Regions from separate parts of the Mus musculus genome. Here region 2 is linked to region 1. Evidence: chromatin contacts called from public HiChIP or PLAC-seq data. All regions are on one chromosome and are shown on one strand. Each heading gives the region's core, a stretch centred on a gene start, on an enhancer-like site or on the middle of the called end of the contact. The rest is flanking DNA. Distances are from core to core; before and after follow the strand shown.

The links. HiChIP or PLAC-seq counts read pairs in DNA pulled down with a chosen protein or histone mark.
Region 2: a contact with region 1 is called in an H3K27ac HiChIP or PLAC-seq map of the HPC-7 cell line, with 6 times the contacts expected there. The contact joins the promoter of Disp1 here to the enhancer-like site in region 1. A contact is called at or near these places in 1 of 39 promoter capture datasets (embryonic stem cells), 34 of 484 Hi-C or Micro-C datasets (the AML12 cell line, B cells, the BV-2 cell line and 22 more), 12 of 115 datasets of contacts at active chromatin or transcription factors (the HPC-7 cell line, bone marrow-derived macrophages, embryonic forebrain and 7 more) and 3 of 9 other capture datasets (adipose tissue, liver and pancreatic islet).

Annotation. Positions count from the first base shown.
Region 1 is chr1:183,066,960-183,072,462 of GRCm38.p6, reverse strand. No RefSeq gene overlaps it. Among named protein-coding and RNA genes, the nearest start is that of Gm33747, 4.0 kb to the right of the region's middle. Within about 2 kb of position 1,967, at least 17 of the 459 cell types and tissues checked have an H3K27ac peak or open chromatin away from gene starts, as enhancers often do. A contact at or near this core is called in the HPC-7 cell line, where this site is marked.
Region 2 is chr1:183,219,517-183,225,126 of GRCm38.p6, reverse strand. Disp1 (dispatched RND transporter family member 1) reads left to right here and starts at 3,598. Exons shown (of 10, transcript NM_026866.3): 1 at 3,598-3,804.

The DNA of each region.
Region 1 (5,503 bases), core at 718-3,217:
GCAGCTGCGTGGGCAGAGGCCTGTCCTGTCTTCTCTCTGCATCCGTGCTGGATAGAACCACACTGGGTACCTCCCTGGCTGGATGATAAGATGTGTGCCAGCCCCAGACATCATACACTATCTGTGCAGGAAACCCCTTGGGCTGCACCTACCTGTCTTGCTCACAGGGTGGGTTTGAGAATAGGAAGTGACGTTTTCTCAGTCGCCTCTCTTCCTCAGAGACACTGGAAGTCAGGCCCTCCCTCAACAACATGGTGACCACTCCACGGCCTGCTCACTGTTTGGCCCATGTCACCAGCCTATTTGTGAGGACAGACGACTAGGAATAGAAAGTTGCCAAGTCTGGCAGCCATCAGCCCCTGCACCCCTCCCTCAGATTCAAGTTTTCTGAAAGAATCATTTTCATCTCCACGCCCTCCCTCCCCTGGGAACACCGAGTGCGCCCGCTGGCTTCTGGTGCCACGTGCTTCTGCCTGCATTGCGGCCTCCTCAGCGTTCTCAGAGCTATCTGCTAACCCCCACCATGGCACACTTGGATGACCCAGTCCATCTCTTCGGGACACTTGATCGGGAACTATTTCACAGCCAAGTCACAGCTGTTTTCTGCTGTAGGAAGGAGCGTAGGCTGTAGGCCTCACCTCATGAACAACTCTCTGACTATGGGGAGCAGAGTGCTGAGGGACGGTCGGTGAGAGAAGACATGCCTGTCTGAGAGAGGGAGTGGCCTGAAGTGCCTTCTGTCAGGACTAAAGTTGGGGCATCTTGTGCCCATCCAGTCTTTCTGCACTATACATGTCTAATGGGCTCTGTAAGCTCTCTTGGGAAAGCCAGCAGCCCTGAAAAGGGGCCCTTTCAAACCACAAGGGCTTGATCTTGGGAGGCCATTTGGTAGGTGTGGTATGCACATATAGCACAGGCTTTCGGTGCACAGTCAGCAGCTGGATGCTCAACCATAAAGCACTCATTGGCTACCAAGATGTTGCGAAGCCTGAGCATCTGCTGGAGTGCTCACCAGGGAGGAAAATTAAATATCTAAATTGATTGGCTTATGTTGACCATGAGATAGTTAAACTATACAAAAAGTGGCTGGGTTACTTTAGAAACTGGTTCAGCCTCCTCCTCTTGTAGATGAGGCCTTGGCCCCCTGGAAGTTCACTACAGCCGCTTGTCCTCCATCAGGCAATCCCAGCAGAGCCTTGACTTCTGCCTCTGGAGTAAGGACAGGGGATGTGAGGCTGGGATAAGGCTCTTTAATGAAGGCAGGGGCAATCTGTATCCCTTGCCAATTTCTGGGGTGTAAATACTCTCACCAAGGCTGGTCTTGGTCACTTGCATGACATGTCTGGCCCAGAGTCTGTGGGGCTGTGCAGCCATCTCTCCTTAGCCTATGGTAATGAGATTGACCACATGTCTTGGGGAGAATTCATCCACTCGGCAGGTTTCCCAAATTGTCTTGTGGTCCAAGGGCCCCGTGGCAAGTCTCTAAGCAAGAAGACTGAGAATGATCATACTTGGCTTTGCTGTCCAGGGATGACTCTAGTGACTATGCTGTCAGATGGCCTCTGCTCAGCCCTATCATAGAAGGAGATAGCAAGCTCCTTGTGGCCTTGAAACTTGGCCACAGCCTCTCATTCCCTGGAGGGAAGCAAGTGTAGTCAAGGAGTTTTTGAAAGGTCATAGGTTGTGTGGCATGTTTATAAGAGTATATTGTTCTGCCCAAGGGACAGCGTGGTACCCAAGGACAAAACAGAAGAGCAACTCGGGGACGGTACACAGGACCTACAGATGCTGCAGGATAGAGCCGTGGGATAAGGCTTCCTTCAGTTTGGAACGTTCTCCAGAAAGCCATGTGTTAAAGGCTTGGTTTGGGTTTGGCACTATTGGGAGATGTGTACCTTTAAGAGGCAGAGCTGTTGAGGGAGACTTTAGGTCATGGGTGGATCTCTTCCTCTTTTGTTCCCCAGGTTTGAGATGAATGGTTTTGCTCCCCCACACAGTTAGTGCTTCACACCCCACCACAGACCCAACCCAGCCAGTCAATCACTGACCGGAAACCTAAACTGGGACATAACATCCTTCTCTTTTTACAAGTTGGGCATTTGTTACAGTAACAAAAAGCTAACCACCACATCCCGCCTTCCATTTGCGTCTCACATGGAGCTTTGCCCTCCGTTTCCCAGTAGATAAAGCCTGGGGGTTGAACACTGCTGCCAAGCCAAGCCCCACAGGATTTACCAGATCTGAGAGCATGCCACTCATCACTAGCTTATCCTTTCTTCCTCTAGGGAGCTTCAGTCGGCTGGAAAGACTCCCTTGGTATGGAGAAGAACATAATAATTAAGCATTTTGAGGGGAGAATGCTTGCAGAAGTTCAAATTAGATGCTATATCAGGAGATTATGGGCACCACTGCCAAGAAAACCCAGCAAGAAGCGCTGCCAGTGGCAGAAGCTGTGTTCAGCTGAATTATCAATGGACCCATGCTGAACCAGCAGGGTGGGTAAGCGGTGCTTCCCAGTACCTCCACACAGTCTCCATCGGGTCCCCAGCTCTGTCTCTGGGCCAACGAGATCAGAAGGCAGCTGGAAGTTCTGCCACGACCCTTGTGGAATCCCTGACCTTCTCAGAAAGTGGCTATGGGGGACAGGCCATCAGACCCTCAGGAATCCTCAGCACTCCTCCCTCGGGCTATCACCCACTGTAAAGGATTTTTCTCTCATTCTCCCTAAATTCCTAGCTATGGAATGCCTTCTGCAGAGACTTCTAGGCTGAGAAATGGAGTACTTAGGCTTGCTATAAGCCCTGTAGACTCTAGGTTGGCTTTGGGGACCTGCAAAGAGCTTCCACAAGTTTTTGGAGTCTGTTACAGAACAACAGTAGCAACTGTAGGATGGCGCCATAGCCTGACGGGCAGGAGGCCAGCATGAGCGCCAAGCCCACGCCTTCTATGTCTCTTGAGTGGTCCAGTGGCTCCAGGTCACTTCCCTATATCCACAACTCTGGAGCAAAGTTGGGTCAAAGCCTTATCCCCAGGGAGAGGCCCCCAGGCCTGGAAGTAGGCAAGAGACTGCTTGTCTCTCAGCTTTTCGTCAAAGCAAGTTGTGCTGTTTGGAAAGGTTGTGAGGACATGGGGACCTGGGGCTTAGGAAGCAGAAGTAGGTTTCTCTGGAACTCATAGGTGATATCAGTTCTGGGTTCTAGTCAAAGCTTCTTGCTTCCTGGTTTGTCAAGATGTGAACAAGGCACACCACAATGTCCCTACCACACTGTCCCCACCATGATGGCCCTGTGTCCTCCTGAATCTGAGAGCCAAAGTAAATGTCTCAAAATCAATCAAGTAATCAATAAAATAAATAATGGCTAATGCTGGCTCAACATCCTCTTATTTATAGAACCTCTTCCGGTTCTCTAAATTTACAATGGAATTCCCATTTTCAGATGAAGAAACTGAGGCTGAGAGGTTAAATGACTACTAAGACTGGCACAGTGCACCAGGGCTGGTTGTGAAACTGGCTTTGTTTATCGAATGTGTCTTCCATCCATGCCCATATAAAAGCTGCTCGTCTATCCCTCTCACCATCCCCCCAGCATCCTGTTCCTAAATTAGTCTGATTTCCTATCATCACAATATGGGACCAACTAGAATCATCAAATTACACAAGGTCTCTATGATATTCAAAACCAAACGGTCACTCTCAATCTTACCGTGGTACCTGCTTTTGGCTGGATTCTGGAGAGAACACTGAGTTATGGGTGGGCAGAGAAGAGAAAGTTGGCAAGGCTGAGGAGGCGGCAGGGCACCAGGGAAGGGAGGGACATGGATCTGGCCTGGTCTTATCCAAAGGACCCTTCTTCTAAATCTTCCCCCGGGCCCATCCGACAGGGAGGAACTCCATCACTGGTGGGAACTCCATCACTCAGAGCAGCTGTTCCCCTAGAAGAGAGGAAGGGGCGGGGCAACCTTTGCTGCTCTCTCGTGGAGACTCCATGACAGGCTCAGGAAATTTGTCCATCTAGAGGCAAAGAACTCAGGAGTTCTGTTAACCCTCCTCCCTCCTCTCCAGAGAATCGCTTCTGAGGCTAGCGATGTGCTCAGGAACAGGAGGCCTGAGTCTGTGAGGCCATGTCCTGTTGTCCTGTTGGGCTGGAGGCAGGCGCTGCTCAGTGGAGATTTCTGTCACTGACAAAGAACCTGGGGCAGAGCAGGCCTGGGTCCATGGAAGTGCTTCGGGGGAAGCCCTGCCCAACCGTGTCCTGTCCTTACAGACCCCCAACAAAGTTCCTGAATGCCCACCTCCGCCTTGTGTGCCTGGATGGACTGTGGGTTCCTTGCTCTGCGGTTTCGAGTACTGAGTGTTTTTGTTTTGCAACAAATCGTGGGAGTTCCCAGCCTTCTGAGCTGCATGCCTCTGTGTACGTTTGTGAGATGTCTGTAGCCACTCGGCCTCATTCCCAGATTCCAAGCAGGGTGGCAGCTAGCCTGCATGAGAGCTATTCCTGTATGACCGGGGTTGGCACTGGACTGGCAGAGGCTCCCAGTGGTTCCCAGGCCCTACTTGGCATGGGCTACCCCCATTCCCACCCCTGATGTGAAATTCACAGAAGTGCTCTGCCTGCCTTAGTGGTCCTTCATACACTTCTAACACTGGGATTGTGTGTGTGTGTGTGTGTGTGTGTGTGTGTGTGTGTGTTTTGAGCATGAGCACAAGCTAGCACCAAGGCTCATGAGTAGGGCACAAAAGAATGGTTAGGGTCCTGGAGAGAGACAGTAAGAAAGGTACCTGAGCAATCTGTAGGTAGCAAAACCTCAGTCGACGTTTCTCAATGGTCCCTGCTTCAGTTCCTATCCCCAGGTTCCTGCCCCGAGTTCCCTTTCTGATGAACTATAAGCTGTAAACTGAAATAAACATTCCTCAAGTTGGCTTTGGTCAAAGACTTTGTCACAGCAACAGAAAAGTAACTAGGACATGTGGTTTTTTTTTGCAAAGATTATTATTATTTTTCTTTCTTTCTGAGAATGCTCTCACAGATCCTGACAGTCAGGAAATAATGCATCAGACGTCTCTATAAATAAGCACGTTGCGTTCAGATGCATTGTGAGGAAGCTGTGAAGATCTGCCAGGTTCTAGCCAAGGACCCTCAGCCCAGTTTATTCTTGTGCTGTTGGTGGCAATGGCAGCGACAATAGGCCACTTTGTTTTCAGTAAACAATTTGTATCTTCAAAGTCCTTCTAGATATGCTCTATAGAGACACTGACAGATGAGGAAATGCTTGTCAAAGATGAAAGGGGCTGGGTCAGGGCCAGTGTGCTTGGCACCAGCTGAAAGGCAAATGCGCTCTCCTGACTGGCTTTTGGTTTGTTTGGAAGTCCGTTCTAACCCAGAGGCAGCTGAGCTTTAGGGGGGTATTAAATCCAGGTTGAGACATTAACTTCAGGATGTGGAAGGGTCCCACGATGCACAGTTAAAGATATCAGAGTTTTCCTCCAGCCACGTGACCTGGA
Region 2 (5,610 bases), core at 2,349-4,848, 150 kb before region 1:
GATAGAGGTAAACACTGAAGAGGCAGGTAAGAGTAAGCAGAAGACTCCTAAAGTTTTCACAGATGCTTCCATGGACATAGCACATGATCACGGTTTGGATGTAAAATGTCACCCATGGGCTCGTGTATTTGAACACTTGAGCCTCAGTTGGTGACACTATTTTGCAAAGTTGTGGAATCTTTAGGAGGTGGGGCCCAGGTGGAGGCAGTGGGTAAGAGGTATGCAGGCCTGGAGGACTATGGCCCAGGCCTTGAGGACCATCCTCCAACCCTGCTTCTGGCCACAGTCTCTTGCTTCCCAATCTACAGAGACTTAAATAAGCACCCTCACACTTCCACTCCTTCCCTCCCTCGTTAGGCCATACCATCTAACCTACCCGCTCCTACTTCCTCAGTTGCTTCTTTCAGACTTTATCTCAGTGAGGAGAAGAACAATGTAGTTTTTTGATGCAGAAGCTCAATGAACTGGGATGATCAGGACAGGAGAGGTGCAGAGTTTGAACTGGCCCATCCCACGGCCTGCTCATGTGTTTGGTCTTAGGGAAATGACTATATCTAGCTACGTGCTGGGGTTCAGCTCTCCCTTCAGCTTCAGGCCTGATGACATGACTCTGTCCACCCCTGTGTTTCTGTCATTGATTCTGTCAAGCCCTGTGGTCATTGTGACAGTTATCTTAAGAGATCTGACTCCCACACAGGGCACACAAGCTCCTCCTGTCTTGAACTAAGGAGAAATGTGGTCTCCCAAGCTCGGTGGGTGCTATGGAATGAACAAGCTTCCTCTATCCTGTGAATTGCTGTCTAGTTATATATGATGGCTGGCAATGACAACCTACTGAGTGTGGTAAAATGGGGTCATTTACTGGGAGGATACAGAATTTCCATAGACTCTAAGGCCAAGAAGCACAGCTCCAACCTTGCAAGGGACTGGGAATCAAAAAGTAGGCAGGTGGGACCTAATGCAATCACTTCTCTGGTGAGTCTCCTCTTTCTACATCTCTCTCCTTCAAATCTCTACGCCTTCCTCATTCTTGATGCCCTCTTCCATCTTTGGACATTTTACTTTCATCTCACTTAATTCTAGATTTTCATGATATTTTCATTTCAGTATGCAAATTGAGACCAATCTTCATGCAGAAGAAATTTCTCTGGCCCTGTTTGGGTTAAGTGTTAACATCTGGTCTAGTTTATGATGAGAAGGAGGATGGGCCCTTTTACTCAGGGCACATCTGGTAGGGTTTGTGAAGCAGATTATCTTAGACAAGGGCACGATCTGGACACACTCCCTAAGGTACAGATAGAAAACTGCTCTCTGGATGTTAAAATGAAAAGGTTTGGAAATATATATGGGTATTTCTTGTAATCAAAGCAAACAGGACACCTTGGATGGTGTTGCACACGTGGAAATTTAACACTCAGGAGGCAGAGGCAAGAGAATCGGTAGTTGAAGGGCATCCTGAACTCCATAGCCAGGGTGAGACCAGCCTGGGACACGTGATACAGGAAGGAAAGTGAAGGAATCAGAGGGAATCAAAGGAAACTTTGATCCTCGGCAGAGGCGTTTGCTCATAGCTTTCTCTTTTAGGACATTGCCATGCATGGGGCTCAGTTTGAACGGCCATCTTCTCTCTATGTGCCCCTATGCCATACTCAAAGTTCCTGAGATGAGGAGCTGTATATATTTGATCCAGGGTGCAGTGGGTGGGTCATGAGTTCAAGGATAGACTGCGTTATATAGTGAAATCTTGTTTTAAAAGGAACAAGAAGGAAGGGGCTGGGGGAGCTTGCTATGCCAAGAGTATATTTGAAACTACTAGTGAATAGAAAATAGTAGCAGAACCAACAGCCCTCGCTGCTGTCCCTGGAGCCTCCCCTTCCCTGGTTCCTCACTTGCTTGGCATCTCTCTTGGTTGAGGCAACCTCAGAGATTGGGGCCTTGGGGGCGGGGTTAGTAGCCACTCAGTGTGTTTCATTTGGGTGTGGTTGTTGGAGGGAAGACTGCATTCTACGCATGGCGTCTTACAGATTCTTATTTTCCTCAGCACCCTTCCTCTGATTCCTGTACTTCCCTTTCTATCTCACGTGTCCCAGGCTGGCCTCACCCTGGCTATGGAGTTGAGGACGCCCTGCAACCCCTGATGCTCTTGCCTCTTCCTCCTGAGTGTTACATTTCCACGCCTGCATCACCATGCCAGGTTTGTAGGATGCTGGATAGCAAGCCCAGGGCCTCATGCGAGTTGGTACATACCATGATCATTGAGCTAAAACGCCCAGTCTCAGGTTTTTCTTTTCTTTGTTAGCTAGGACAGTCACTCTGGGCAACCCCAGGATCCGCTGTTTTGTCTATTCTAATGGTGACTCCATTGACTCTGTTGTATGAAATTTGAAGCTAAAATATTTGGTATAAAGTTGTCTTAGTTAGGGTTCCATTGCTGTGAATAGACACTAGGACCAAGGCAAACATTTAATTGGGGCTGGCTTAGAGTTTCAGAGGTTCAGTCCATTATCGTCATGGCAGGAAACATGGCAGCAGCCAGGCAGACATGGTGCTGGTAAAGGAGCTGAGGGTTCTGCATTTTGCCTTTCTTCCATCCTGGGCAGAGCTTGAGCACTAGGAGTCCTCAAAGCCCACCCCTACAGTGACACATGTCCTCCAACAAGGCCACACCTTTTCTAACAATGACATATCTTCTAATAGTATCAATCCCTGTGGGCCATGCATTCAAACACGAATCTTTGGGGGGGCCAAATCTACAAACCACTACGAAAGTACAGCAACATCTGGTCTTGTCTATGTTTTTTTCTTGCCTTTGAGGTCTTGGACTTTAATTGACTGTACTTCTATGCAGTTGCCTGAACAAGACAGGCTCTTACTTTCTGGTATACTGCTATGCATGTCCTTGCCTACTTTAACTCTTATTTGTTCTTTAATTCAGTCTCAACTGAAATTGTTATTTATAGTCCGTCTTCTTGCTCAACTCTACACACCATACCATTCCCACAGCACTGCTGTGTTACAACAAATTGTGCTTCTTGTAGGGTTACAGCCTGTGCTCCAACACACCAGGTTCAGCCACCTATCCTCAGTAAGCCAATTAAAGGACCCAAATTAATAGTAAAAAGCAGAAAAAGAGAATTATTCAAAATTGCTACATTGTGAAGGATAAGGAGATACAAGAGTCCCCAGCCTTGACTTCAATGCCTCTTAGTTATCCTTAGAGTCCTGACATGAAAGTAGGTTTTAACAAAAAACAAGAGCTAAAGATAACTAGACAGTGTGTCAAGGTGTGGTTCTCCGTCTACCATTTTCTTGTTTCATGAGTGATGGAGAAAAGAAACAGTCTGAATGAATTAAATAAAACATAGTCCTTCGCGGTGTCTGATTAGCTACTGCTTTTGTTTAGCTCAACTTTCAACCAGAATGTGGGCTCAGAGGTCGGTCTCAGAGTCATCTAGTGGACACCTGGCCCAGCATTTGTAGACTGGCTAAGTGACAGCTAAGACGGAGACAGGAGATGCATGTGCCTCTGCACCCCAGCCCAGCTGCAGCGGCTTTGAGTAGCAGGAGGCCTGGGCCCATAGCCGGAGGCGGGACTTCCGGTCCCGCTGGCGACCGCGGCCCGCGCCAGGCGGAAGCGCGGCTCCGGGCCAGGATCCGCGAGCTCCGGCTGGAGCAGAGTTCGGAGCCTCAGTGTCCCGGACGCCCGTGGTCGGTGTGGATGCTTCTCGGCGCTGCGTCCCCGCGGTCCGGGGAGGCCGAGGAGGCACGCGGGAGTCGGCGCGGCGGGAGAGCAGGGATCTCGGGGTGAGGACGGCTGGCGGCGGAGGGTGGCTGCGAGGGGCTGAGGAGGCCGAGGTGACATCTTCCATGGGGGTGTGTCCGCGTCCCCAGGCTCGTAGGGAAGGTGGCCCGAGATGGCCTTGGGGGGCTTGCAGGGAGACGCTCCAGAGGCAGCTCTTTTCACCCTCGGGGTTAAAGATGAGAAGGACGTCTTGACCTAACTCATCTGCGAGATGAGCAGCCAAGGCTTGCATGCTCAGCATTGCTTTCTTTGCAATACATTGCTTTCTTTCTCTTAAGACTTCTCCCCTCTTCCAGTGGTCTTCGGAGGGGAATACCCAACATTCGTAGGGAAAACCTGAACTCTTACTCACTTAGCTCCCGTTCAGGCTTTGTCAGACTAATAGGACTTTAGGTCTTTGATTCAGACAAGCAAGCCCACTGAAGTTTTCATTTTAGACTCTTCTCTACCTTGCGGAGTTCAGGTTGTCCCACTTCCTTTGTCGTGGAGTGAGCTTGTAAGTATCTGGACAAAGCTTGCACCTTCATGTTTGCACTTTATGACTTACTGTTTGCTTCTCAATGGGGTGACACATTTTTAGATGTTAAATAGATTGGATTCTTGCCACACACTGAGCATAACTAGGCAAAGCCAGAGTACTGTCACTGATGGAGGCTGGTGTATACTGATTGCTTCAAGTGTTTCCCTTCCCAAGAGTTACAATCTTAATTTTATCCCCCGGTATTTGCCAGTACTGGTAACTTACATCTTACTTGGTGGTCTGACCTGAACTACTTGAAGAAACAAATACAAACATACAAACAAACCAGAAAGCACTGTGCATTTATCCATAACCCGGTATCTCACTGACTTACTTGAGATTTGTGCTGCAGTGAGACAAGTTATTATAAGAACGGTTTGTTGGGTGGCACAGCTGATGTAATGCAGGATGCACCTAACATAGTGCTTTAACATATTAATGAAGACATTGAAGGCAGTCTTCTGAAGTCATGGGGCTAACTGTTGGGTTGATTTCTTTTTGCATCTCTTCATTTCTTTTTTAAGTTGTTTGTTTTTATGTGTATGGGTGTTATTGCCTGCATGTATGTCTGGGCACCACATGTGGGCCTGTTGTTCTCAGAAACCAGAAGAGGGCATCACAGTGCCTGTCTCTAGAGTTGTGGGCTGCCTGCCATGTGGGTGCTAGGAAGCAAACTGAGGTCCTCTGGAAGAGCAGCCAGTGTTCATAACGGCTGAACCATCTCTCCAGGCCCTTTAATTTCGTTTTTTGAGGTAGACTTGTTGCTTATCTGATAAGGCTTGATTTTATCTAATCTTGATTTAAAACCTGTGAGCCCCCCCAGCCACTATTCCCTTCACTTTTATAAGAGAAAAAGCTCTTGAGAATACGTGAGCCTTTATAGTTCATGGGTGGTGGAAGTGTTCATCTGGAAAGGGAAGAATTGCTTGCCTTCTGAGGCAGGTTTCCAGCCGTAGAGCTGAGAGTCCTGTCCGAAGTCTGATTGCCTTGGATTTGGGAGATCAGTGGAATGCTTATTTGTTGCTGGAAATTATTGAATAATTGCTTAGCTTTCCCCTTTAGATAAATTCTTTGCATTCTGTATAATTTAGCTGTGTTTCATAGTCAGCTATGTTCGTGAGGACTTTTGGTTAGCTGCGGAGAGTTGCTAGTTGTTTGTGTGTATGGGCTCACACCTTCCTTTTATTTCTGCGGCATGATGTATGTCTGTTGAGGAAGAACTGCCCAGATCATGATCATGCAAACAGCCTTCATATGCATGCATTCACATTTGAGTAGTTACCAATTA